Regions from separate parts of the Mus musculus genome. Here regions 1, 2, 4 and 5 are each linked to region 3. The links are chromatin contacts, called in public HiChIP or PLAC-seq maps. All regions are on one chromosome and are shown on one strand. The core of a region is the stretch at or near the end of the contact, and the rest is flanking DNA. Distances in the headings are between cores, read along the strand shown. Region 1 overlaps Clec9a (C-type lectin domain family 9, member a). Region 2 has its middle 20 kb from the start of 1700101I11Rik. Region 3 has its middle 13 kb from the start of Klrb1b. Region 4 holds the start of Tmem52b (transmembrane protein 52B). Region 5 overlaps Olr1 (oxidized low density lipoprotein (lectin-like) receptor 1).

Region 1 (5,746 bases), core at 1,381-3,880, 580 kb after region 3:
GCTTTGCTATTGATGGTGAAGGGCCAATATAAAACTTAATTTGCTTTAACATACTATCTGATAGACTCTAAATCCATTAAAGCTTTAATTTTAGATGCATATATTTTCCATAAAATTTAACACAGCATACTGACTACACAATAAAAGAATCGTGTGCATGTGTGTGTGGTATGCTGTGGTGTGGGTGTGCATGTGTGGTGTGTGTGGTGTGGTGTGATAGGGTGTGTGGTGTATGTGGTGTGGTATGCCTGTGTGCTGTGTGGGTGTCTGTGTGCATGGTGTGCATTTGTGGTGGATATGTGCATGTGACGTGTGGATGGTGTGGTGTGTGTGTCCACTTTAATATCTCTTCTCTTATTTTAACACTCAAGTTATTATTTATTTCTGACAAGACAAAATTTAGACCTTTATATTGTACAGGTATTCACTTTTCTTCATTTACAGTTTGCGTCTTTTTTTTTTATGTAGGAGTTCATCAGCAGTATAGGGAAACTCAAAGGAGGAAATAAATATTGGGTGGGAGTGTTTCAAGATGGAATCAGTGGATCTTGGTTCTGGGAAGATGGCTCTTCTCCTCTCTCTGACTTGTAAGTCTATGAAAGAGACATTACAAGGAAAAGCTAGGAATGTGAAGAAAACTTAAAAGTTACTTTGTATCTTATGTTTTCTCCAGCAGACAAAGAAGCCTGATACTTTTACAGGCTCCTGATTGGAATTGTGACTCGTATACTTAAGACTTGGTTTTATTGCTTCCCTATTAGTTAGGTTTTCTATTGCTGTGATAAAACACTGTGACCAAAAAGCAAGTTGGGGAGGAGTGGGTTTATTTTGTTTACAAGTCCGCATTGCTGTTCATCACCGAGGGAAGTAAGGACAGGAACTCAAGCAGGGCTTAAACCTGGAGGCAGGAACTGATACTGAGGCCATAGAGGGATACGGCTTACCGGCTTATTCCTCATGACTTTCTCAGCCTGCTTTCTTATGAACCCAGACTTGCCAGCCAAGGAATGATAACACCACAGTGAGCTGAGCTCTCACCCACCAATCACTAACTGAGAAAAGGCCTTACAGACCTGCCTGTAGTTTCTTAATTGAGGTTCCTCCTCATAGATGACTTCAGGCTTTGCGTCAAGTTAACATAAAACTACCCTGAACATCTTCTGAATCTTCCTACCAGCCCTCCTACCATATCCTTTATAAAGTTGTTTTCATAATCCAAATGCCTAAATGGCCAATAAACTGTTAGTCCTTTGTATCACTTAATGCTGAGAAAACTTTCTGGTAAAAAGACTGTGATAACTATTGATCGATTTCTATATTGAGCTTTCCAGATGAGAATGGCATTTCATGGGTACAACCAAGTGCCTTAGTATGTTGAGAACAGAGCCGAGAGAAACGCATTGGCTCTCACCTACCTTTATGCAAACATGGCTTGGTTTTCTTTAGAAACTATTTGTTCAAATTATATCAACATATCCTTTGTAAAACTTAATAGATGCTATTTGAAGGAGGACAAAACCACCACAGAAGGCTACCACATTAAAGCAAACTAAAATAAATCCAACAGCATCTCTGGAGAGTTTCCCTTTCAAATACCACTGTCATCTTCACATCTAACCTCTAACCTGAGAAGTTACCTTACTTTTTCAGGTTGCCAGCAGAAAGACAGCGATCAGCCGGCCAGATCTGTGGATACCTCAAAGATTCTACTCTCATCTCAGATAAGTGCGATAGCTGGAAATATTTTATCTGTGAGAAGAAGGCATTTGGATCCTGCATCTGAAAGATACAACTCAAAGCTACCTGTTACACAAGTGTTTGAAAGAGGCCAAAGAGCAAACACAGGAGGAGATTGATGTGAGACTATGAAGGCAAGCTTGATTTTTTATTTACACTTGGCAATAGTCTGTAACGCTTTGCAGATTTCAGTTGACCTTGTCCATTGTGCCAAGGAAAAAATTGATTTAGAGCTACAGAAGATCTGACTCAGTGAGAACAAAGAAGAGAAAATAATTTCCTGTGTGTTTGAAAGTCCAAAGTGACGATCCATACCACACCGAGATCTAGCTGTCCTTGTGGGAGTTTTTATGCAATCCTTGGTTTGTACTTTTAGTAAACAATTCTATCTACTATACTTACAACTGACAAAATTTTCTTCAGGTCACCTTCCAGTAATTATAGATCATAAGATCACACACTGAGAGGAGAGAGATGGATTTCTAAACTGTAGTATTACCACCAATCATACGCCAGGGGTCCTTTGGCTCTAGGTAAAAATGAGCAGAATGGGGACCTCCAGTGTTTTTAATCTTCTTCTGAGGCCCAGGGCCTGGGGGATGACCTCACAGATATAGAGATTTACAGTTTCTAACCCTTGGAGCTAGGGGGCTATTGCTCCGGGATCTGAGTGCTCAGGTTGAAGGCTTATAGCTTTTCGTTTTAATCACTACTGGCTCTGGGTCTTGGCAGCTTTTACAATCCCTAACCTTTAGCAGCAATACCAGACAGCAGTCAGTAGCAGCAAGCAGCTCCCACTAGTGTTATAGCTCTTGGATGGCTTTAGGGTGGTGGGGCATTAACTCTGCAGTGACTACTATTACAGTCCTCTGGTCTAGAATGCAGGAATCTCCCATCAGCCCTTGTTGGCTGTTAGTGTTACAGCTCTCAGCATAGGTTTTCTGTGATCCTTGGTTCCAAAGACTGCAGCTGCTTGGCACTCTTCCAGGTCTCCAAGCCCGTGTTTCTCCTTCCTGGTTGGCCACAGTCTTCTGTCTTTACTCAGCCTTGCTTTTCTGCCTTCTCTCATTTCTCTAACTCTACCATTCCTCAGTCTCTCTGTTTCTGCTGCCCATCCTTTCTGCCATGACCCATCTCTGGAATTTTTCAGGTGTTCTCTTGTCTGTCGACTGCCACGGTAACTGCTGTCACCACTAGAGCTGCTTGCTCTGCTTGGTTGCCTTTGCTCCCATCTTGTGCTTCTGCATCTTCTCTTTGTGTTAGCAGCTCAGGCTACTCTTCTAATGCAGGGCAAAGGAGGAGAAAAAGGACCATTCGGGAAGTCTTTTATTGGTGTTAATGTTACAGCATCAGGAGTGTCAGAGGAGGGGGTGTCCTGGCTGACTCTAAAACTGAACTAAACAGCCCATTTAATAGATAAGAAGTGGGTGTAGTGCGGGTGTCTGCACCTTCACAGTAGCTCTTCAAGGACTGTGTTTGCACCAATCACAGCACAGACTCTTGTTTACAGTCACAGATCTTCCCTAGGTTCATGGTTGGAAGTGCTCCCTCTCTGGCCCAAATGAGAACTGCAGGACAGGCTGGGCCTTGGGCAATTTGCCAAAAGGCTTCCCTTGCTTAGTTAGAGTGCTGTTTTCCATAGGCTATTCCAGTTGTGGGAGCAGTCACAACTGGAGCATGTCTTCAGCCATGGGGTGGTGGTATTCTTCAGTAGCTAGAGGGGCTTCAGAGTAAAGTGCCCAAACTGCTGGCTGGACTGTCATGAGGGCAGTCTGGCCAGATGTTAGTAAAAAGGCTGCTTGGCTGATAGCTTGAATTCACGTTCACAGACAATAAAAGTGTGTTTACAATAAATACTTAATAAAACCCCAGTACATGACAATTCGAATAGCACTTAGCAGTACTTCATAAAAATGAACATTTAACAGGGTTTAACTTCTGCCCCAAAGCTGTAGAGTCATTGAGTCCCTCTGATCTGCCTCAGAAGGAACCAGGGCTTTTTCTGTCTATGGTGCTTTTCAGACTGCAGAGTTCTGCTGGGAAAGGTACTCTTTGAATTTCATGTAGGGGAAGGATTAGCATGGACATCAGCATGTCCCATTGTGTAGGTGGAGCCTTCCATCCTATTGCTCACAGATCAAACGGCTCAGTCTGCGCTGACAAGATGAACAAGATGAACAACCTAGTTCCTCTAACTGCCTGTGTCTCAACCTTCCTGCTATAAAACTGTAATACAATTCACTTCAAAATACTGCTTAAGAACACCATCCAAATATTACATGCAAACTATAAAAAATGATACTTTAGATAAGAAAGGGTAAATGAAAATGAGTGCTATCTACCAGAAGAAAAATTAGCTAATTATAGTTATCATGTTCCGTACTTATAATGTGTCATCTCTAAATCATACTACATACATAACATGCTCTTAATAAATATTTGATAAATTCAGTATGATTGTATCTAATCTTTTATTCTGACAAAAAGAAGCCTAGAGGTACAATATTTCCATCTTTCCCTTTACATTAAAAAGGCATAACTTAGATAAATGACAATAATGAAAATGATGGTAGTAATGATAATAAAACCTAATTAACTGAAGTAGCAGAAATTATTTAAAGGAAACTAGGTTTCCTTTGACTTGAAGTCATTTTTTCAGTGGCTTGGTCCTGTAGCATTGAGATGATCATGTCTTTGTCTTACTTTTATTTATTTACACTGATGAGGTGGTTTAAAAGGTGGAAGCAACACACACACACACACACACACACACACACACACACACACACACTCAAAAAAGGGAAAAGAAATTTCTTTCATTTTATGCTGATCCTGGGAGAGTCAAGAGCCCACAGACTGTCAAGGTTGTAGGCTGTTTGGTTTTCACAGCTGGCAGCTGGTAGCTAAATATACTATCCTGGAAAACAGAGGAACAATGGTGATTTTTAACAGTGAAGACTGTTTGTCTCTGAGCTTCTTCAAAGGCTTGTCATCTGGCTATGTTTAGAAAAAGGATGGGAAGCATTGACAATTCTTCCCAAAAAAAGTACAAGGAAACTGAATGCAAACATCCTGCGGCTGATGTTATCCACCCTGTATATATACGGGGCTGTATTTACAAGCCAGAGATTTGTGGACAGTGCCGCTAGCTCAGTTGCCTACACGATCGCAGGCAACCATGCTGCACTTACCCAGGTGGAGCAGTAGGGAGAGTTCTCACTGCAAACTGCCAGTGATCCAGGATATCTGTCCAGTAATTAGCCACAAGAGGACCAGTTTAATGCCCTAATCCTACCAATGATGAATTAGGTGCTTTTAATCCATCTCAACGAGTGAACTTTTTAAAAAGAGAAAAATAATAATTCTGTGATTGACAACAGATAAATAGTACTGAGCACTAAATGCACCAATAAAATACTAAGGTAATAATATTGATAGAATAATAAGCTTGGGGTTAGGCTCTAAAGATCTATTTATAGAGTAGATTTTGTCTATCTTAAATCCCATGGCATTTTTATTTTATTTTATATATATTTTTTGTATCTTTCAAAAACTGCACTTGACTCCCAAACATTAAGGCTAGCCCCAGGACAACCACCCAACAATTGTACCAAGTTTGTAATCTGTTTGTATTCCCCACGCAAAAGCTGCCCATTACCCTTCACAAACTTCCTGCTGTCACCCGACTCCTGACCTGTTTCCTGCTGATAAGTCCTGAGAGTGCTCAATATCCTCAGGAAAAGAAATAGCTCATTGTGTACCCGAGGGAGCTCATTCTATGGGAAAGGCCATGTTCTCTGTGTGACTTTTCCTGCAGTTTATTCACAATTACCTACACAGCAGAGACTATAAAAACGTCTTCGCATCCCTTCTCATCCTAGGAGAGCCAGCTCATGTAGTTTTATTACCAGAAAGCCTTTCCTCAAATTCATTTTATGATCACTTCTTATGTTTTTAAGTGTTTCTAAAGGCAATGTTGGACCACACCCCCTTTTCTCATCTTTTGAAA
Region 2 (5,349 bases), core at 969-3,468, 710 kb after region 3:
TGGGAAGTTTTACCACAGGGGATGGAAAAATCGCCCCACTATTTGTCAATATTATGAAGGTAACACACTTAAGCTGGTGCTGCTTACATTTCCTGAGGTACTGGTCATTCATTATATGGATGGCATTCTCCTCTCCCGCTTATCTAATCAATACTTAAATGAGTGCTTAACTTTCATGTTAAATTACCTAAGAAGAGCAAAATTTAAACATAGTTCCAGATAAAATACAAAATCAATCACCTTATAATTACTTGGGTTATATTATTACCTGTAAATTTACCGTTATTTTCTCAGGTAAAAACTTCCTGAACAATGTGCTCTCAGTTACTTATAAAAGAATCATCATGTCAGTTGGATACATTCTTATTTGCCTATCACTACCGAGGATTTGGTTTTGCCCTTGAAGTTGTTTTCTGGAGAAATTCGGTTAAACTCTCTATGAACCATAACACCTGAAGCAGAGCAAGTTATTAGTTTATTAAGTAACACTGCTACTAAACGCCCAGTGTTAATCCTGATCTTTGAGGTAGTAATACACCTTTAATCCTAATCTTTTGAGCTGGAGGTGAAAAAATCCACCTCTAATCTGGGCGATAACCTTTTGCTGGCAGCTTGTATAAAGAATACAGAAGAAGGAGGCTTATGCACTCTTTGCCAACTCTGTTCTCTCACTGTCAAGTTCATTCCTTCACTGCCATTAGAGTGTACTTCCTTGGCATTCTGATGTATACTGAACACCAGCTGAGACATCCAGCCTCATGGAGTGAACTACTGTATTCTTGGACTTTCCATTAGGTGGATGGCAGCTTGCAAGCCATTCTAATAATTCCCACATACATGGGATCTACATTTATCTATATGTTCATTCTACCTACATCTATAAGTATATATAGACACATAGATATTCTTTCGATCAGTTTTATTCCACTAGGGAACCCAGACTAATAAATCAGACATCATTTTCTTTATAGAGACTGAAAAGCTTTCAAATTCTGCTAGCTATTTTGGGCTTGAGCTACTAAGGCACAGTGTATCTATCAATAAGGAATATTTTTCTTTCATTTTTAAAATAATAATCAAGTTGAGATTCCAGATGGAATCTACGATATATGTGAACAGACTTGGGCTTCTAGTATCTAGTTCTCCTTGGACTATAATGAGAATGCTCCTTATTCTACAGGAGATGCACTCTGCAGTCGGTCAAGGCACCTTGTCTCATGAGAAAATCTTGCTTGTCATTCCCACTACTGATTCCGACCACATAACACTTCCACTCTTCACCCAGAGCATCAGGAGCTACTTCTGTGCCCATTTGCTCCTCATAGAAAGTTCATCATCCAGTTCTATGAGTTTCTGACAGCTGGAAAGGAGATATTTATCTTCATCTTGACACAGCCGTCTACCTAGGAAGCATCATGGAAAGGAAGCCAAATTAACATTCTTAACAGCAGTTAGGAACTCTGAGCCAAATACCCTTAGGGAACGTTCTCTGTGTGGCCATCTCAGACTGACCTAGATATTGACAAGTTATATGCAAAGTAACAAAGGAAGAGATGTGGTTATGCTGTTTCTACTCATTGCTTGGTGTGAGTTCATAGTCATGTTTTCCATTGAAAGCAAAATCCTACCAGGTAGCACCAATAAGAACAATGCATGGTGTTAAAAAAGGGCTCAAAGAGATGAGATGAACACAGAACACAAAGAACATGAAATGGTCACAGATACCTTCTCCACCTGGGCCAGAATTAAAACTCCCAGAGATAGAAATAAAGTGATGGAAAGGTGACTGATGAGAAGGGAGAAGGGCTGCACCAGATGAATTCTCATGACTTTCTCTGGAACATCTACCTACAGCAAGGAAACACATCTCTTGAAGAGTCTAAGGAAAGCTGGGTCCATTTTCCTGGGTGATCTGTACCAGTCATCTCCATCTCACAGCCACTCTCTCTAAGGGTCTTTCAGTTCTCTCTTCCCATCACTCCTGCCCTTTACATCCCTGGAGATCTGCTATCTTCCTCCCTCCTTTCCCATATTCCTTAGTCAGCCACACACCCTGCTGCAGACCATAGACATGCAGAATAAAGTAGTAATGGTGAGCTCTGTTCCCTGACTCAGGGCCTGTTGGGAGGGACTGAAGGAACTGATTGGAGCCCTATCTAGAGAGGGACCAGGATCCAGATTTTCCATGCTTTGAGTAGAGTTGCAGATATCTTCTCTTCTTTCTCAGCCTCTCAGCCTCTGAGAATGGCAAGCACAGTTGTGAGTATGACTGCCTCTGCTTCTCTTTCTTTATTCTGGGCAGCTCAGATGGGAGCAGTAAACTCTAATAGCAGCAGCACAGACTCACCTGCCTCTAGTGGGAACACTGCTCCAGACAGTGGTGGCTGCTTCTGCTGCTGCTTCTTAATCCATTTTTATGTTATATACATAAGTGTTGCCCACATGTCTGTAAGTGAACTATATGAATGCCTGGTGCATCTGGAGAATAAGGAGATGGGTACCCTGAAACTGCAGATGTAGATGGTTAAGAGCTGTTTTATGTGTGCTGGGAATGGAACCTCGGTCAGATGCAAGAGCAGAAAGTAGTCTTGCCACTTGGCCATGTCTTTATTTTTATCTTCTTTATCCTTCTCTGTGAGATGGAATCCTCTCTCCTCTATAAATAAATTGCAACTCTCATGATGTTCTTCTTTTGTGTTCCTGCTGTCCCCACATCATGCACCATGAGCCTTCCTAGTCAGGAACCTGCTCTGATCAGGGATCTGTGGTGTTCTCTTTCCAATTTCCACAAGTCTGTGACAAGATTTCTCTCCTATAAAGGCTGAGCATGTACATGGTATTTCTAGCAGGTGACACAAACGTGAAACTTACCTTAGATTGCATGATTCTCATGCTTTGTGTGAAGCAGTTGCTTTTTGAACAGGTCACCTCCATCTTTCAGTCAACCTGTTTTTTCTAGATCTTTGTGGGATTCAGTCTGTTCCCCAGAAGAACAAAGACATTCATTGCATTTGTTGTTGCTACTGTCCGAGTAAAGACAAATACTTTTGTTTAGTTAGCCTTGGGCTTTGTATGGCTAGGGTCCAGATTCCAAAAGTAAACTCAGCAAAGAGAATCATTATCTGGGAAGGCATTGTGCAGATGTAGCTGATTTTAACAATTAAAGATAAAATGATCAGGAGGCTGAAAGCTGCTGTCCCATGAAAACACAAGGCTCCTGAGCCCATTGTGTGATACTGAACCACTTGGGCTAGGGAAGTGGCACAGTAGTTAAGGGCACTTACTGCTCTTGCAGAGGATCTGGGTTTGATTCTCAGCAACTACAACCAAACATGGTGGCTCACCTTTGCCTGTAACTCCAGTTCTAGGGGATACAATGTTCTCTCTTGGCCTTCAAGGACACCAGGAAAATTTATGGTGCACATCCGTAATGCAGTCAAATCATTTGTACACATACAATAAAACACATCCAAAAAGGCGTTAAAAGTAAGCCACCTCAAAGACAGACCCAGATCACCTTCCTAGGAGGACAGATCAGGCCCCAAGAAATTCCACAGCAAGTGCAGTCATTTTTTGATCATTTCATTACTTCTCTGTCACTCAAATTAGAGTGGTAGCTTGAAAGAGACATCAAGATATTTGAGTAATTGGTCCCCAGTTGGTGGCAGCTATTTGGATAGGTTTAGGTGGCATACTCGATGAAGTAAGCATGCCACTAGCGATATGTGTAGCTTTGTGACAGGAGCCATCTAGGAGAGGCAGATGATCTTCCTGAGATGGTTTCACTGTGAACGTTAAAGCATGATGAACGAGCCCTTTTCAGGCAAGATTAAAAGGGACTACATTTTAGGAAAGATTCCTGTTGTTAATATGCCTTTTCTACTCTCTATCTCTCTCTCTCTCTCTATCTATCTATCTATTACTAGTTATTAGTCTACCCACCCTACTGGGCAGATAATTTCTTAATTCTTAATGATCATCCTATAAGAATTCCTAAAATTACACTAGTAATTATTAAGACCTTTATAATAGAACTGCCGTTAAAGCCCTCTTTGTTATGAAAACTGCATTTAGGACTCTTCCAGTCTTCACATGTCACCAGTTAATTACTTATGAAATAGAAAGCAGGCATTTACAACTTAGAACACATTCCATGAGGTTGTAAAACAATTAACCAAAGATCATTAAATGAAACTAATGATTTATTGTAGGTGCAAAGACAGAAAATTAAATGTTGACTGGGTTTATCTTTATAAACCTTCAATGCTAACTTAGTCACAAGAATGATGATTGTTAATTTTCAATGAACCTGTGACAAATAATGAACTTCTAGTTAGATAACAAGTCTTAAAGAAGACACATGTAAATATCTCTGTTATAAACTTCTTATTCAATTTATAATTTGAATTTATGTTTGAAATTTTAGTGAACTTTTATAAAAAATAATAAAAAATATGCTCATAAATCTATTTCTCTAGAAAAGGTACAAAACAATCCCCTAGGAATGATTACATTGTATTTCATTATATTACAGCAGAAGGAATCAGAAGGAGAGAGCAAGATGGGGAAGAGAAAGGAACAGAGTAGAGCAACCTAGAAATTAAGAGAGCATATAGAAAGAACAAGATGATCATGTGGTTTTTGTCTTTGAGTTTGTTTATAAAGTGGATTACGTTGATGGATTTCTGTATATTATAGCATCCCTACATTCCTGGGATGAAGTCTACTTGATCATGATGGGTGATAATTTTGATGTGTTCTTCGATTCAGTTTTCAAGAATTTTATTGAGTATTTTTGCATCGATATTCATAAGGGAAATTGGTCTAAAGTTCTCTTTCTTTGTTGGGTCTTTATGTGGTTTAGGTATCAGAGTAATTGTGGCTTCATAGAATGAATTGGGTAGAGTACCTTCTGTTTCTATTTTGTGGAATAGTTTGAGGAGAACTGGAATTAGATCTTCTTTGAAGGTCTTATAGAACTCTGCACTAAACCCATTTGGTCCTGGGCTTTTTTTTTTTTTGGTTGGGAGACTATTAATGACTACTTCTATTTCTTTAGGGGATAATAGACAGCTTATGTGATGGTTTGTATATTCTTGGACCAGGGAGTGGCACCATCTGGAGGTGTGGCCTTGATGGAATAGGTGTGACCTGGTTGGAATAGGTGTGTCACTGTGGGTGTGGGCTTAAGACTCTCACCCCAGTTGCCTGGAAGTCAGTCTTCCACTAGCAGCCTTTGGATGAAGATGTAGAACTCTCAGCTCTGCCAGTGCCATGCCTGCCTGGATACTGCCAAGCTTCCACCTTGATGATAATGGACTGAACCTCTGGACTTGTAAGCCAGCCCCA
Region 3 (5,669 bases), core at 2,169-4,668:
CAACACTCAGAAAAATTTCCAACACTGTGATTAAAACAAAACATCGGCTAAAGGTTTTGCTATTCCAGTTACAGAACTTTCCACTGCAAACAAAAGTAGGGCGGTTGGTTTGTTCTTTTCACAGGAAATATCAACCACAAAGGTCTCCATAGAAACAGACTTTTGTAGTTACGGACAGCAGACTCGTCTATCAGCGTATTAGTGGATCAATAATACTAGCCTGAAGTCTGTGGGGGATAGAAAGAGTTAAAATTCCCCTTGCACCCTGAATTAAGGCTCAGTCCTTAATTCCCAGAAACCTGAGGCAGAGAAGGCAGATCCACAAAGAGAGTTTCATGCCAGCCTGGTCATTGTATTGAGACCTTTGCTCAAACACAAGCATACAAACGAAAACCCCAAACCACACACATACGCACACAAAACCAAAAGCTCCCTTTCCCAGCCTGCTAATGGTGTCTATTTTTTTTTCTTTTTTAGAGAAATATGTCTCACATAATTTTGTGTTATCAAAAACAAAAACTGTAGATGGGGTATAAGACAGCCGCTAGAAGTTAAAATTTTCAGAGTTCCCCTTCTATAAAGCAATGTGGTTCCCTTACTAGCCAGTTGTTTATGTTACTCTCCATATTACTTGTTGGGAGAGCATATGTATAAGTTGAAGTATGAACTTCAAGTGCATGGCATAAGATTGGCAACAGCAAATAGAAGGCAAAAAGCCGCTTCTCCGTACCTAAAACTGTAAGTTGGAGCAGGTGCTCGCCTGGTGTTATACAGATAGTTGTGTTAGGGATGGGGGCGAAAGTTACAGAATTGACATAAAGTACAGAGAGTCCCAAGCTAGCATCCAATCAGCTTCGGCTTTGTAATTATGGTCGGTAGGCATGGTAACCATTAGTGTATTAATGGGTCAATAACACTTGCCTGATGTCTGTGGGGATAGAGTGTTACAGTTCCCTTTGCTGGATCCAGGTGCTCTTAATCCTAGCACTCTGAAGCAGAGGCAGGCAGACCTCTGTGAATTGGAAGAGAGAAATCACACAAACCAGTTTCTGTGTCATTTATCATTACGTATTCATGGTGAATACACAAACTACATGCATGCAAATACTGTAAATAGTCTTGTTAGCTTCCCAGAACACTCCTGAGAGCTAGGCGCTGCAGGTTCTCTTCTGTAGCTCCTCCTGGCCCTTTATTCTTCAGCCTCCCCTTCCTGCTTCTTAGCCAACTTTCTTCTCAAACAGTTCCTCTGGCTTTCTTTAACTATCAAGCCAGAGCCCAGTGGCTGATTTCAAAGCCTTAGGAAGAGACAACTCCGCTGTCCCTACTTCTGCCCTTCAGCCTCTACTGTCCTGCCTAGAATCACCCAGGAGACCCGGCTCAGGGCACATCTGTGAGAGATTGTCCAGGCTAAGGTTACCCTCTGAGAAGGCATTTGAGGGATCTTCTCAGCAACATTAATGGGTGTGGGAAGATCCATCTTAACAATGGGGAAGACCATTTCTGGGTGAGGCACAGGAGGGGAAGGGGGAGAAGGAGGGGGAGGGGAGAATGAGCCCAGGAATACACGCAGGAATTCACACTTCTGTTTCCTGACTGTGGACATGAAGTTCCCTACCACTTCAAGCTCCTGCTGCCTTGATTTCCACCATGGTGGGCTGTACATTCAAATGGACCAAACTAAACCTGTCTTTTTTTTCTAAGTTTCCTTTGTCAGGATATTTTGTCGAAGCAACTAGAAACAAAGTGAAGACAATCAACTCTTGCTGGCTCTAAAACAAGAATATTGAATTTTGTTCACAAGCAGAATCTTTCGTTTTAAAGCTCGTTACTGTTCAGAACACGTTGCCTCAGTCAAGTATAGAGCATATAAAGATGTGGAGATCCTGAATCCATCCCTGGCAAGGAAACCTAAAGCTGAGACTTAGAGTGATGGTCGCCATTTGCTGGTGGGCTCCTTGAAGGAGATGTGGCATGCTGGGGGAGGGCCGGCAAGAACCAGCAGTGTCAAGAAAAGCGTGGGGAATTGAAGTGTGTGAACCGAGCGAAGAGCGTAGGTTTGAAGCGAAATTAAGTGGAGTCTTGTCGGAGTGTTGAATTCTTTATTCCATTGAAAAAAGAAAAACATCTAGTAGCTTGCATCATCAAAATAAGTTTCGAGTACTCAATTAACTGAGCCGAAGTTTGCCGGCTCTGGTGGCGCAGGCCGGTAGGATTTGCTGAAGGAGGCAGAGGCAGGAGGATCTGGAGTTCGAGGACAGCCTGGTCTACACATTTTTTTTTCCTCCCAGTTTCAACAAAACCACAAATCCACGGCTCCACTGCGCCCCGAAACAAACTTCCAACCTCCACAAGGCCTCTTTTTATGTTTCTTCCTCCTGAAATCTGATCGGCTACTCGCACCCCAACCCGAACCAGCTTCTTCAGCCGCACCGGCTACTGCTCCACGCTGCTTACAAACCTTTATCCACGCACACGTCCGACCCTCACGCCTGCCCACGCCGCACTCCACACCCCTCTCTTCCCTACAGGCCTTCTCTACAATCCGCCTGCTTAGCCCTCTCGCGACCCTTTTCTACAGTTCTGCACGTGCGGAACGAGTCAGCAGCCACCGTTCAGAGAAAATGTTCGCTGCAAAGAGTCCGTTTTTTCTCGCTTCGAGTGTTCGGTTTTATGTACAAAGAAAGAAAGTGAGGATTACTTAGAGTCAGAAACAGGCTCAGCGGAAGCGCGGTTGCGCAACGCCTAACTTGCTACTTCAGGGAAAGAATACAGGGCGTCGTCGGGCTGGAGAGATGGCTCAGCCGTTAAAGGCTAGGCTCACAACCAAAAATATAAGAGTTCGGTTCCCAGCACCCACGGCTGTCTCTCCAGCCACCTTTTTTGTCGGACACCGCACCCACACACACAGACTACTAATATAGATAAAAGACAACTCTTAGAAAATGTTATCGGCTGTAACGAAATGGAAAACAATGATTTAAATAAAGCAAACAAGCAAGTAAAGAACTAACGTTCCACACCCTGCGTATGGCCGGAGGATTTGCGCGCTGGCGTCTGCCCTAGTCACTTAGCGTGATGACTTCTTTCATGCTGTTGCTAGTGACTCCAAATCAACTCGACGTCGTCCTCTCCTCCCTCCTCTCTTTACTACTCCTCTCATTTTGAAAAAAGTAGTTTTGGCATACATGGACCGCCTCAAGCACCAGGACCTAGGAACTCCTGACAGCTTTGCTCTTCTCTTGGGCTCAGCTGGCCTCAACTATTCACCAGGTTGCTTAGAGTTCTCCCTTCCCTAGATAGTTTGTGGCGATTCCATCACATCCAGGATGGGACCACTCTCCTCGTCTCTGGCAACCATTGTGTTTGTCTGCTCACTGACCGAGGTCCGGAAAGACCGACTCGTCACTGCACCTCTGGTATGCCCCCATGTGGTCAAGACCCCTAAGTGCATGGGATTCTAAGGTCTGTCAAAGGTGATGGGTGTGATACCACCTACTAGCAGGACCTAAGAGCCTCTGCTACTGTGGGATGAGGACAAAGGTGGATTGTGATTCATTCCGCCATGGACTTCCAGGCTTTTCTCAGTCAGTGGGGATGGAATGGAGGTGATTGAAACTAAACAGCTCTTCCATCCTAGATTGAAGAATTCCTGGACCTATACAGTCAACAAATATATAAATTTACTTAAAACAGTGTGTGTGTGTGTGTGTGTGTGTGTGTGTGTGTGTGCGTGCGTGTGCGTGTAAAACTCAATGCCGTGGATCTCCAGGGTGAGCTTTTTGGATGACACTGTCCTGTTGCAATGTCCAAGGCCGGACATACTTGTTTGCACACCTGGTCCTCACTCACTATGTCAACACGGAAGTAGGGCAGGATGCTGGCACCATCTGGCATGATAGGCGGCCCTTATTGGCTGATACTCTCTTAGCATTGGGCTCCTGTTTCACCATGTGATTTTCTTCTCAAGCATGCATCTTCTAGTGGGATGCTGCTTGCTTGAGCCCCTCACTGTCCATGACATCACCTACTCTTGGCTTAGCCTTCAAAACCACAGATTAGAGAAAATTCTTTCCACGAAAGTAGGATTATTTGTGAAGTAGAATAAACACAAGCTGGGGGTGGGGGGAGACAAGAAAGGCTGACAGCTTGGTCAATGTGACCAAAACATTATTATACGTATGCATGATCATATCACAAGGAAGCTTGTTATTTTGTATAATTAATACATTATTGCTGGGTGATGGTGGAGTATGTCTTTAACCCCAGCCTTCAGGAGGCAGAGGCAGCCAGATCTCTGTGAGTTTGAGGCCAGCTTGGTCTACAAAGTGAGTTTCAGGACAGCCAGGGCTGTTACACAGAGTAATCCTGTCTATAAATAAATAAAATAAATTATTATTAGAAGTTGAAAATGGCAATAATCAGATGTTTTCTTTTTCTTTTTGGGTTTTCGAGACAGGGTTTCTCTGTGTAGCCCTGGCTGTCCTGGAACTCACTTTGTAGACCAGGCTGGCCTCGAACTCAGAAATCTGCCTGCCTCTGCCTGACAAGTGCTGGGATTAAAGGCATGTGCCACCACTGCCCAGCTTCAGAAAAGTTTTCTTTATTTACATTACCTGGCTTCAATTATTTCATTACAATTACAAAAAAGAAATTCATATAGATTATGATTTCAAAGTGGGGAAAAACCCAAACAAATACTGTATTCAGCACAAAAACAAAACAAAACAAACAAAGGGAGTTAGGAGGTGGCTTAGCTACCAAGGATGTTATGAATTTTCAGTTTGATCCCTACAATCGAGGTGGAAATACCCATTTCCTAACCACACTCTACATTTCCCCTTGTATGGTTCCTTCTTGATGGTTATATTTGGTTTTATTGAAGTTGAAGAATTACTCCAAGATTTAGTGATTTGATATAACAAATGGTATTATAACATGACAGAGTGCAGGTCAGAAGTGTGGGGTAGCTGAGCTGGCTACTCTCACCCTAGTTTTTTTTTTTTTTTTTTTCCAAGACCCCAGTCAAGGAACATGGCAGGGCTAGAGTAATTTCAGAGAGAGATGGTAAAGGAATATGGCCAACCTAAAACAGATGGAGGGTCTCAAGTTGTTTCTTAGGGGCTGGGCTGCTTGCCTGAGAAGTGAGGTTCTGAGGTTGACACAGAGAGCATGCATGCTTGTACAGAGAGGGGGGGGAGAGGGAGGGGGAGAGAGAGAGAGAGAGAGGGAGAGAGAGGGGGGGGGGAGGGGGAGGGGGAGGGGGGAGGGGGAGAGGGAGAGGGAGAGGGAGAGGGAGAGACTGATTGGTGGGAGAGACTTCCTTTCAAATCTATGGGAATTCACAGTTTGCCCACTGAGGTTGCTTGGAGTCTCTGTTTTGCCTCTATTTCATTCCACAATCCACAGGCATATGGTAGCTTTGGCCATGTTGTCTGCTGTGATAAAGAGAATAAGGGAAATTACACCCTGGTTCTTAAAGCGCCCAGCAGTAAGGTATTCTTAATAGTTCAGTGCATTGACGACTACAGTAGTCACATGCCATGCCTGGATTTATGGGCATGTGGCAATAGTCCTAGGTGGCCTCTGTTATCTTCAGATGTCAAGGGCCCTAAGGCTGAGTGTGGGACACTTGGTCTACATAGGGTGGATGCTGTGAGAGAGGTGAGTGG
Region 4 (5,134 bases), core at 144-2,643, 670 kb after region 3:
ATATCAAATTGAACTGAGCTGACAGAGACATAAAATGCCTTGTCCAAGATCCCATAACAAACAGGGGGTCAAGCAAGTGACTGGATCAAGACCCTGAGCTATGGTCTTAACCCATGCTGGTTTACTGTCTTTCCCACAAGAAAAGAAAACAGGGTGTGTGTGTGGGGGGGGTATTCATGAAGTTTTTCTATTATGTGGTGTTTGAATAAAAATATTCCACACAAGATGCCTCCTTGACCCCGATTTCCTTTCGCTGAAGCAACAGCTGATGCTAGTTCAGGAGTTATTTATTATGCTCTCTGAAGAAGGAGGTGCAGTAAGGTCCAGGCCTAGTGAAAGGCTGTAACTTAAGTCCTGCTCTCCACTCCTCCAGAATGCCTTCTGTCTCACAGAGTTTTCTATTGAAGTTTGGAAAGTACATTTCACTCAAGAGCCTATGTTATAAAAAGAAATGGACAACTTGGAGAGAGCAACATTGTACCAGAGAGTTCTCTCACTGTTTGCTCTCCTTAGCTGAGAACAGGAAATTGTTTGCATTCATAATTCTCACATCATATCATCACGGTCTGATCACATGGTGTGTGGGGCCTTGAGTGTGATGGAACCCACTCCACAAACTCCCTCATCAGGACCCACCCTGCAGCCTCTCCTCATCAATTAGAAAGCAGCTGAAATCTAATTTTGTTCAGTCTTGTGAAACAGACATGTCACTGTGAACCAACACTGAGTGTTCTTACTTAGTACTTTGGGATCTGGGTAAAAGATTCCTCCTTAAATATCAGTCGTTTATATGGCATTCACTGGCTCTGGACAATATTTTCCTGTATAGCCATTTTATATCCTTTCCGTGTGGTGTGCTTATTTTAAAATATGACTTGTAAGTCTTATTTTATTGTTGATAATATGTGGGTTTAGATGGAGGTCTTGCTGTTCCCTAGGGTAGTCTTACTTTCCTGAACTAGACCCATATGATCCTCGTGTCTCAGCCTCCTCAGTAGATGGAACCGTGATTGTATGCTCTGAGCCTGGTTCTCTAGTGACAACATCACAACACTGCTTTAAGAGGAGCAGAGGGAGAGAGAGAGAGAGAGAGAGAGAGAGAGAGAGAGAGAGAGAGAGAGAGAGAGAGAGAGAGTGTGTTAACTTGGAAAATGGTTTTTAAAACTATGCCTGTGTTTCTGAAACTGAAGCAGGAGGCTGAGACCATTGTTAGCACCTGGCACTTCTAGTTTTGAAACCCACTACCTACTCTAAAGTAGGGATAACTTTCTAGCTCCTTTAAAATCTCTTAGTCCTGCTGAATGGCTGCAATAAATGACCCAGAACCTGCAGGGTTGATTATCAACACGGTAAGGGGAGAGTTTTAAGGAGTAAGAAGGCAGATGCCAATCACATGGAGAGAGGGTGGAGAGAGATTGGCAGTGACTTTCAGACTTCAGCGGTCATCCAGGAGCCGAGAGTGTGTAACTAGTTTCCTGATGAACACAAGAACACATCTGGTCACTCACAATCTGCCTTTGACCTATTACAGGTCCAAGTCTCTCATTATAGACTGAGGAAAAAAAAATCTAACTCAGAGGACAAATGTGCTCTTCTTGAATGCAGACGAAGAAAAATTAAATACACAGAAAAGTTTGATTGAAGAAAGGAAGTGGAGAGGAAGCCAATGTGGAGACCCCGTGAAGAGAACTCAGGAGGAGGAAACTAAAAGGGAAAAGGAAACCGTAAAATATAAAGCCAGCGGGAACAAGGAGAGGAGATTGATCTATTGCCGAGAAAAAATTCTCTTTAGGAATCCTTCACCACCAAGTTCCACGTGGCACGGAGCATGGGAAGGATACAGCAGATGCAGCCGGCGTGACCTTTCTGGACCAGATGTTCAGCCTAATGACAGCCTGGGCCCAGGTGCTGATGGCCTCTGGCCTGTTTTATTTCATCCAGGTGTGTTCAATTGTGAAACAGCAGGAAGAAACTTTCCTTTGCGTATTGCTTTAGCTATGCTGTCTCTAGGAGGAAATGGATGGAGCAAAAACTGATATAGAACCCAAAAGGGAGTGAGAAAAGAGTACTATGGTGTTTGTTTAATAATAGGGGGTTTCAGAGATGTGTGTATGTGTATGTGTGTGTGTGTGTGTGTGTGTGTGTGTGTGTGTGTGTGTGTGTGTGTGTGTGTAGATGTATGTATGTGTGACTGATGCTCATGGAAAGAGGGAGAAAAATTAGAACAATCAGAGATAGTATATGTTATACTCAGCTTGAACAGGGGTGCAGGGATTACCCAGTGAGTTCCCAGTACCAAAGGTCTCTTTAATAATATTTTAAACAATTTATTTTACTCCTCTGTGAAAGAAAAGCCTGTGAGTCACCATTTAGTTGAAAAAAGGGTCAGTATAGTGAGAGATTCTGGACAAATGCCAAGGCCAAGTTTACATAGCTAGGAAGTCTAGCTGAGCAAGACACTGCAGAAACTAGACTGCATCTCATTCCTGTGCTGGTAGCAGCTGTCTGCTTTGCTTCCCACGCAAGTTAACCAATATATAAAAGTACATTTTCTTATATGTTCTCTTGGTTTCTGCATTTCCTTTTCTTCTTTATTCTTCTTTCTTTGTAACATCTCCCCCATTGCTCTTCTTGTGTAGTGAGATACTGATGTGGTGAAGGCTGAAAATGAATAGCACTGGGGCTAGATTTCAATTTTCAGCAGTGCAGGGATAAGGAAGACAACCACAATGTCCCAGGGGATGAGTCAGGAGACTTCTAGGGTGACAAACTGACACAGAGGGCTATTCATAATTCCCTAAGGAAGGATGCTCAGCCATGGCCCGAGCCACATAGAAGATCCCTGCTCTTTCAGGAACTTCTGCCTCACAAGATGTAGTCACCAGTCAAAGGAATGACCAATGTCTCAGGCCAGTACAGACCAATCCTATGATCCTGTCCTCATCTTTACAAATAGGTCTGACAGGGTTCAGCCATGATGGGTAGTTGATAGGCTGCTGAGAACTGCAGGTGTGACCATTTCCATGTCTGAGATTATTTCCTTCCCACAGCTTCCTGGGGCCAGGAGTGAGGAGAACTGTGTCAACACTGAACAGTAAGTATCTGAGAGTTCAAGCTAGGAGTAGAGACAGACAAAGTGACAACACCCAAACATAGGCTAAAATGTCAGCAGATAGTGCCGACTTCCCTTTTAACTTAAATGGACACCACCTACCATCATAGACATGTGTGTCATTCCAACTGCTCAGAATCACCCTACTGAGAGTGCTTTTTTTTTTTTTTTTTTTTTTCAAATCAGTCTTCTCGTCAACACAGCACAATTAATTTAAATACATATAGTCAGGGAGACCTGCAAAAGGCTTCCTTAGCTGTGGTTTCCAGTGACTCATTAGGGCAGACTGGGTTCAGCAGCCAGTCATTGGCTTATCTATTTGGATGATTTCCACAGCAGCATGCCCACTTCAAATCCAAAAGCAATTTTTGGTTTCAAGTAAGGACAGACAATAACAATCCTGTTCACAGGAAAGGAAAACACACATTCTGCCATAGAATCATTTCCCTGAAACCAGCTCTATCAGATGTGAGGGGAATTAAGTAAGTAGGCTCGTCTTGATTACTTGGCATGAGTATATCTGATACTGGCTAGATGACATCGTGAATTCAGATGTCTGTTGCCATTTGGAGTCTAAGGTAGAAGTGAAAGCATGTGAACCAATGACAAAATGTGAGAAGTAAAATGATACATTGTTTCAGGAAAAAAAAAAACTTCATTTTCTCTAGAAGAGTGACCAAATATGGAATGCAGAAATGATACATTGTTTCAGGGAAAATACAAACAAACTGCATTTTCTGTGGAACAGTGACCAAGGATGAAATGCAGAAATGGGTCTCAATATATATTTAATGGAGAACATTTATTTTATTATTTTAGTGAAAAACTGGTCCATCTTTAAAGAAACACGCATTCCTCTGCCTATCCCCGACTTGCGGTTTTAGTGTCTTCCACACAGTCTTCCTTGTGAAGCCAGCCAGCCTCTCCCTTTTCTCCCTTCCTGTTTGGTCTCAGCAGATGTACCCATCAGTTTTGAGTTTAGCTGTGAAAGTGTAGGCCCTTTTTAGGGGGAGGATGTTGCAAGAACTTGTGAAATATAAATTACAAATATGACTCCTTTCATGCCTTCAACTGAAACTTTCCTGATGTGTACAGTTACTGACCTCACATGCATTTGAGTTCAAGGCTCTTGTCTGTTTTCAAAGCCACTCTTTATACCCTTCTATGCTTAATCCTTGAGAATCTCTATCTCAGCAGCTCATAAATAGCCATGGGGACATCTTCTTTTCCTTTTCTATCTTATCAACTTGAAAATAGTTAAGTTTCATCACGTAGTTTTTTCAAACAAAAGTCGTTGTAGCTGTTTCTCTTCTTCTCCTCTCCATTCTCAGACCCCCTTCCCTTAATTTTTCTCATGGCCATTCTTCTTAATGAAATTTTTAGTGACTATAATAATGCTTTGCACAGCAATGCCACCTGCATTATAAAACTCGATTCAGCCTGTTACATTGGACTTTTTCAAAAGTAATTCTTAGCAGAACATAGTAGTACACGCCTTTAATCCCAGCACTAGGGAGGCAGAGGCAGGTAGAACTCTGTGAGTTCAAGACCAGTCTGGTGTAAATAGTAAAGTTCCAGGCCAGCAAGGTTACAACATGAGACCTTTCTCAATAAATAAATAAATAAATAAATAAAATAAAAATTAAAATATTAAAAAGAGTAGGTCTTGATGTTTTTAAATTATAGTGTGGTATTAAGTATAACAACATGATTATTGCAGCTTGCACTATTTTTTTTAAATATAATAAACTTCATTCTTTGTCCACAGTTGCCTGACTACTGACTGGGTGCATCTCTGGTATATATGGTAAGTTTGAGATACATAACACCCTCAAAGAGACTTCATTTATTATGTGATTTTCTTTTTTAAAAAAAAGTTTTTCATATGCTGGCTCTTAGTGTGAATAAGAAACATAGATACATTTCACAGTAAAGTTTCCTTAGTTCACCTCTAGCCTATGTGACAATACGCTACGGTTTCCTATTTCAATACAGTCCCTTCAGCCAACAACAAAAGATTTT
Region 5 (5,422 bases), core at 2,021-4,520, 660 kb after region 3:
TTTAAAGGAATGGAAAACCAGACCTATGTATCTGCCAGAAAGGGAAATATATACTCTGTGTCTGATCTGTTGTTCATTTCTGGCATCTCTGAGAGAGAGCTTTTCATGAACCTGACACAGATGAATCCCAAAAAATTTTCAGGTGATAAATGTAAACTGTTTTACTACTACAAACCACTGGTTGGGATTTTGGCTGTCTGCATAAGAAAACACTCCCATCGTTGATATTTAAGAATCCATTTCTTAAAAATTGGTTTGAAGTGTTGGATTCCTTTAACTTATTGAAAAGTTCCTCTGTAGAGAAATTAAATATATATTCCACACTAGTTGAAGGTCTATTTGTCTAAAACTCAATGTTTAGTTTTGCAAATTTGAATTAGCACATTTATACAAAAATAACATTTATTTATTTATTTATTTATTTATTTATTTATTTATTTATTTATACAATGAATCTCTTCCTGCAGCTATGCCTGAAACTTGCTATGTAGACCAGGTTGGCCTTGCACTCAGAGACCTACCTGCTATTACCACATTTATACAAAAATACATTTATTTATTTATTTATTTATTTATTTATTTATTTATTTATACATACATACATGCAATGAATCTCTTCCTGCAGCTATGCCTGAAACTTGCTATGTAGACCAGGTTGGCCTTGCACTCAGGGACCTACCTGCCTGCCTGAAAAGACTTATAAACTAAGTAACTTAATATCTAACCACTCATCATTATTACTGTTAAACTCTATCCTGCTGTTAATATTTTTACCTATACAGTGAAGGAATGGCCACCTATATTGTTACTATATATGTATTAAAAGAAACTGCACATTTAAACTGTTAGCCACATAAGCAAGACATTGGACAAATTTGCTTTTTACTGGCATTTACTTGCTAATCCTGAAAATGGTGCCCTTATTTGAGCATTTTCTGTGAATAGACATGGTAGTAAAATAGACTCCATCACACCTAACTCTGTACTTAGAAACACATATCTCATTGTTTTCACTGCAGAAAAGATCGATATTGCAGAAATGTAGTAGCAATCTCTAATAGAACAAAGGTGGTCAGCACAATCTATTCTTTCTCTGCTCCCTAGATTCTTAATACCTTTAGACAGATGAAACTATCTCAACTCCTATATAAAACTACTTTCCAGACCTTGTGTTTTTGTTCGGTCTGTAGTATCCACCTAAGTCTTCAGTGGGCTGACCTCCACTGTTGTACTTAGACAGATGTAGTGCCCATTTAAGAAACAGGGTCAGAATGAAGCTAACACGGAGCTGGGCTAAAGAGCTGCATTCACATGAAGACCACCCCCCTGCCAAGGAAAGGGAGGCTAGTGACTAAGTTGCTTTTGGAAGGATACAACAACATATCTGTGGCAAGAAGTGACAATGGGACAGGACAGTGCTTCAGCCCAAACCTCAAAGCCAGAATTTGAAAGAAGGAAGAAACCCTTGTGCCCATGAAAAGGGAGCTTGAACAATTCTGATGGTTACTACGCTTCCCATGGGCTAGAAGCGCAATGGCACTAACAGAGAGCCTGTGTAGGGCACTCTGAATATTTGGCATATGTGGAGTGTGCTGGTTTTGTTAAACCTAATTAAGACTGGGCTGAACACCCACCAGTCCTCCCCTGTACCTGAAAAGTTTGCAGCTCTTTGCAGGGCTTCTTGGAGGTTCTGATTCTTCTGTAGAAGCTCCTCCTGCTCTTTGGATTTCTCGTTCAGCTTCAAGGTGAGGGTGTCTATCTTTCCCTTGAGTTCTCTCTGGGACTCCTCTACAGTGTGAGCAAAGTGGGAAAAAGTACTTAAGAATATATGCAAAGTACTTCCAACAGTTTGTGCAATTGGCAAATAAAATTTGTGTTCATTAAATTTTATAAGTACTTAATTAATATTTTAGTTTTCACTGTAGCACAAATATACCTGATAAATTTTAGAGAAGCAAGCTTCATCAGGAAGACAAATGTAAGCCTAAGATGGTAGCTCTTACCTATAATCTCAAAACCAAAAAGACTAAGGACAGAAGATTTCCATGAGTTCGAGACCAATCTGATCTAAATGATGACTCCCAGGTTAACCTGGGCTACAGAATGAGACTCTGTTTAAAACAAACAAACAAAGAAACAAAGCAAAACACGCACAAAAAAGTCAAACAAACCTAAAGAAAATGAAGTCATGTACATCAATGATAAAGTAGGAAGATTCTGGAATAATGAAAGCAGAAACTAAAGTAGAAAGGGTATACGGAAATCTAAAGCAGAATGTGAACTTCCCTCATAATTTGTCTGAATCCATTATAGTATATAAAGATAAACAAATCAGGTTTTTTGACCAAAGAATTGGTCTAGACATCTTGCTTATATTATGGCAAAGTGAGAAAGGCATGCCTCTATGTACTATATTAAAATCAACTACATTTCTCTCTCTCTCTCTCTCTCTCTCTCTCTCTCTCTCTCTCTCTCTCTCTCTCTGTCTGTGTGTGTGTGTGTGTGTGTGTGTGTGTGAAGTATAATATAGCTTACATCAATACCTACTAGTACGTATAAAATTTAATGAACACAAATTTTATTTGCCAATTGCACAAACTGTTGGAAGTACTTTGCATATCTGAGCTCATTTAATCATTTCAAAACTCAGAGAGATAAACTCCCATCAATCATCTTCTTCACTTGACAGATCAAGAAGTCAGGAGTTTGAACCTAATGTTGAGTGGTTGAGTGAGTATGTAATGTCTTTTGATAAACTTTTGATGTCTACTTATTTGGATCTGGAATGGGCTAAAAGCCAGGCTGCTGGTCATGCCTGTGAGACAGTTTCACAGTGAGATTATCTGACATGAGAAACCCTCCTCTAAATATGGACATTCCCTTCCTGTGTCAACACAAAGACAAGAAATATGGGAATTTTGCTCTGTGCTAATAAATATTCACTGTGCAGGCAAGTTTATCAACCCCATGGCTGCAGTCCTTTATTGATATTAGAATCGGTTTCTTCTGACCTCTAAAATAGACTGAAGATAAGTAGTTCTTCTGAGATATTTCAGATTTTCAGTGCCAGGTAATGACAGGTGAGACTCCCAGTCTTAACAACTATTCAACTGCCAAATTCTCCACCCATCCAGTGTGAGATATCCCTTGTTGGGTGTTCCAGACATATTACGTAAACCACTAAAGTAAAACCCCTTTTAATACATAGTCTTTCTGCTGCTTCTGTTCCTCTTTAGATTCTATTACGTTCACTACAGCACACTTCCTCTCAAATGGCTTTGAGGGCGAACTAATTGAGGAAATACCCCTCTGTGGGATCTAGACACGCAGATTCAGAACATGCTTGACACTCATGATTTGGGGACCTATAGGGAACCTGGCATTATCATCAGACTATTTTCATAGGAAAAGTTTAGAAGCAGCACCAGTTCTGATGCTGAGTATAAACACTGTTCTTCTGATGACCTCGAATCTTCTTAATTTCTAAGTAAATTATACCAGATCTGTTAGTAGGACAGCTAAAACTCCCTCAAATTTGAGAAAACTAGCTGCATTTTTTTCTACATGGGATTTCAGTATTATGATATTTTTATTAGACTTTTTCTGAAGCCATGTGATCAAAGAATGCATCTGGTGTCTCTACTAATTGGCTACATCTAGCATTAGAAGGAATGGAACACAAAACCTAGAATATCTGCCAGAATGAATCATGTGAGTTCTGTGTCTGATCTACAGTTCATCTCTGGCATCTCTAAGGGAGGGTTCTCCATGGTCCTGACACAGATTGACTCCCACACAATCTACAGCTGATAAATGTAAACTGTTTCACTGCTGCATCTGGGAAACAAACCATTGGTTGAGATTTTGGTTGTCTCAGCATGTAAACACCCCCATCCTTGATATTTAAGCCTCCTTCCCTTAAAAACTGGTTTGAAGAGTTGAGTCCCCTTGATTTATTGAAAAGTTTCTCTCTAGAGAAATTAAATATATGTTTGACACTATTCAAAGGTCAATTTGTCTAAAACCTTCTGTTTAGTTTTCTAAATCTAAATTACACCTTTCATTATGAAAGTCTCCTCCCTCCCTCCCTCCCTCCCTCCTTCCCTCTCTCCCTCCTTCCCTCTCTCCCGCCCTCCCTCCCTCTTCCCCTCCTTCTCTCTCTCCCGTCTCTCTGTTCTTTTTCTCCTTGTAGCATTGGATAGAACTTGCTGTGTAAACAAGGCTGGCCTTGCACTCAGACATCTGCCTGCTTCTGTCTCTCCTCTTAGGATTAAAGGTGTGTTCAACCATGCTTAGCCCAAAAAGATTTATGAACTGAGAAATTTTACATCAGACCACTCATCTTCATTATTGATAACTCTATCCTACTCTCAATACAATTATTATATAATCTGTATTCAAGGATACTGTACATTAAACTGTTAGCAACATAAACAAGACATTGAAGAAATTTGCTTTTGACCGACACTTAACTGTCAATCCTGAGAATGGAGCCTTCATTTAAGCACTTCTTACAAAGGCAGCTGACCTCCACTGTTGTACTTAGACAGATGTAGTACCCACTTAGGAAACAGGGTCAGAATGAAGCTAACACAGGAGCTGAGTTAAAGAACTGCAATGACACGAAGGCCCCAAGGAAAGGGAGGCAAGTGACCAAGATGCTTTTGGAAGGATACAATAACGTATCTGTGGCAAGAGGTGACAATAGAACAAGATAGTACTTCAGTCCAAACCTCAAAGCTAGAATTTGAAAGAAAGGAGGGAGAAAACTTTATGCCCACGAGAAGCAGAGCCCCAACAATTCCGATGATTAGCAGGCCTCCCATGGGCTAGGGTGGAAAAGGCACTCAAGAGAGACTGTGTATGGCACTCTGAATGCTTGGCATATGTGTGGGGCAGTGGATTTGTTAAACCTAATTGAGCCTGGGCTGAACACCCACCAGTCCTCCCCTGTACCTGAAGAGTTTGCAGCTCTCTGCAGGGCTTCTTGGAGGTTCTGAATCATCTGCAGAAGCTCCTCCTGCTCTTTGGATTTCTCGTCCAGCTTCCGGGTGATGGTGTCTATCTTTCCCTTGAGTTCTCTCTGGGACTCCTCTACAGTGTGAGCAAAGTGGGGAAACGTGCTTAAGAAGAGTTACATTACAATGTTCAATTTTCATTGTAGCAATTTTAGAGAAGCAAGCTTCTCCAGAAACAGAAATGTAAGCCTAATATTTTAGCTCTTGCCTGCAATCTCAGAACTCAAGAGACGAAGGCAGGAGGATTTCCATGAGTTCAAGGCCAATCTGGTGTAAATAATGATTTCCAGGCCAACCTGAGGTACAGAGTGAAAGTCTATCTAAAATAAATGAAAGAATATCATACAAAACTACAGAAAATGGAAACTTGTACCTAAGCGTTAAGGTAGGAAGTTTCTAGAATA

What was found. HiChIP or PLAC-seq counts read pairs in DNA pulled down with a chosen protein or histone mark.
Region 1: a contact with region 3 is called in an H3K27ac HiChIP or PLAC-seq map of neural progenitor cells, with 4 times the contacts expected there. The contact joins two enhancer-like sites. A contact is called at or near these places in 7 of 39 promoter capture datasets (the 3T3-L1 cell line, cranial neural crest, hippocampal neurons and 2 more), 1 of 15 datasets of contacts at CTCF or cohesin (large pre-B cells), 1 of 484 Hi-C or Micro-C datasets (bone marrow-derived macrophages) and 6 of 115 datasets of contacts at active chromatin or transcription factors (extraembryonic endoderm stem cells, fibro-adipogenic progenitors, large pre-B cells and 3 more).
Region 2: an H3K27ac HiChIP or PLAC-seq map of extraembryonic endoderm stem cells shows a contact between it and region 3. The contact joins two enhancer-like sites. A contact is called at or near these places in 3 of 39 promoter capture datasets (cranial neural crest, pre-B cells and second pharyngeal arch cranial neural crest), 3 of 484 Hi-C or Micro-C datasets (embryonic stem cells, muscle stem cells and rod photoreceptor), 10 of 115 datasets of contacts at active chromatin or transcription factors (acute myeloid leukemia, bone marrow-derived macrophages, cardiomyocytes and 7 more) and 1 of 9 other capture datasets (adipose tissue).
Region 4: a contact with region 3 is called in a FOXA1 HiChIP or PLAC-seq map of pancreatic cancer cells. The contact joins the promoter of Tmem52b here to the enhancer-like site in region 3. A contact is called at or near these places in 17 of 39 promoter capture datasets (the 3T3-L1 cell line, 3T3-L1-derived adipocytes, the C10 cell line and 12 more), 2 of 15 datasets of contacts at CTCF or cohesin (the NIH/3T3 cell line and large pre-B cells), 16 of 484 Hi-C or Micro-C datasets (the Ba/F3 cell line, the C2C12 cell line, adipose-derived mesenchymal stem cells and 10 more), 18 of 115 datasets of contacts at active chromatin or transcription factors (T-cell acute lymphoblastic leukemia, acute myeloid leukemia, astrocytes and 14 more) and 3 of 9 other capture datasets (adipose tissue, liver and macrophages).
Region 5: an H3K4me3 HiChIP or PLAC-seq map of bone marrow-derived macrophages shows a contact between it and region 3, with 4 times the contacts expected there. The contact joins two enhancer-like sites. A contact is called at or near these places in 8 of 39 promoter capture datasets (the 3T3-L1 cell line, 3T3-L1-derived adipocytes, the C10 cell line and 4 more), 7 of 115 datasets of contacts at active chromatin or transcription factors (astrocytes, bone marrow-derived macrophages, extraembryonic endoderm stem cells and 4 more) and 1 of 9 other capture datasets (macrophages).

Annotation. Positions count from the first base shown.
Region 1 is chr6:129,420,576-129,426,321 of GRCm38.p6, forward strand. It overlaps Clec9a (C-type lectin domain family 9, member a), which reads left to right. Exons shown (of 7, transcript NM_001205363.1): 6 at 469-587; 7 at 1,651-4,189. The coding sequence ends at 1,783. It also overlaps a transcript of Clec12b not described here. Among named protein-coding and RNA genes, the nearest start is that of Clec9a, 15 kb to the left of the region's middle. Within about 2 kb of position 2,631, at least 103 of the 459 cell types and tissues checked have an H3K27ac peak or open chromatin away from gene starts, as enhancers often do. A contact at or near this core is called in bone marrow-derived macrophages, liver and neural progenitor cells, where this site is marked.
Region 2 is chr6:129,551,058-129,556,406 of GRCm38.p6, forward strand. No RefSeq gene overlaps it. Among named protein-coding and RNA genes, the nearest start is that of 1700101I11Rik, 20 kb to the left of the region's middle. Within about 2 kb of position 2,219, at least 5 of the 459 cell types and tissues checked have an H3K27ac peak or open chromatin away from gene starts, as enhancers often do. A contact at or near this core is called in extraembryonic endoderm stem cells, where this site is marked.
Region 3 is chr6:128,836,268-128,841,936 of GRCm38.p6, forward strand. No RefSeq gene overlaps it. Among named protein-coding and RNA genes, the nearest start is that of Klrb1b, 13 kb to the left of the region's middle. Within about 2 kb of position 3,419, at least 358 of the 459 cell types and tissues checked have an H3K27ac peak or open chromatin away from gene starts, as enhancers often do. A contact at or near this core is called in 3T3-L1-derived adipocytes, the Ba/F3 cell line, the C2C12 cell line and 34 more, where this site is marked.
Region 4 is chr6:129,511,164-129,516,297 of GRCm38.p6, forward strand. It overlaps Tmem52b (transmembrane protein 52B), which reads left to right and starts at 1,394. Exons shown (of 5, transcript NM_001081186.1): 1 at 1,394-1,941; 2 at 3,051-3,094; 3 at 4,881-4,919. The coding sequence starts at 1,876.
Region 5 is chr6:129,491,856-129,497,277 of GRCm38.p6, forward strand. Olr1 (oxidized low density lipoprotein (lectin-like) receptor 1) reads right to left here. Exons shown (of 8, transcript NM_138648.2): 4 at 4,957-5,094; 5 at 1,651-1,788. All of the region lies in intron 3 of Gm45969 (a long non-coding RNA gene), which reads left to right. Among named protein-coding and RNA genes, the nearest start is that of Olr1, 13 kb to the right of the region's middle. Within about 2 kb of position 3,271, at least 30 of the 459 cell types and tissues checked have an H3K27ac peak or open chromatin away from gene starts, as enhancers often do. A contact at or near this core is called in bone marrow-derived macrophages, where this site is marked.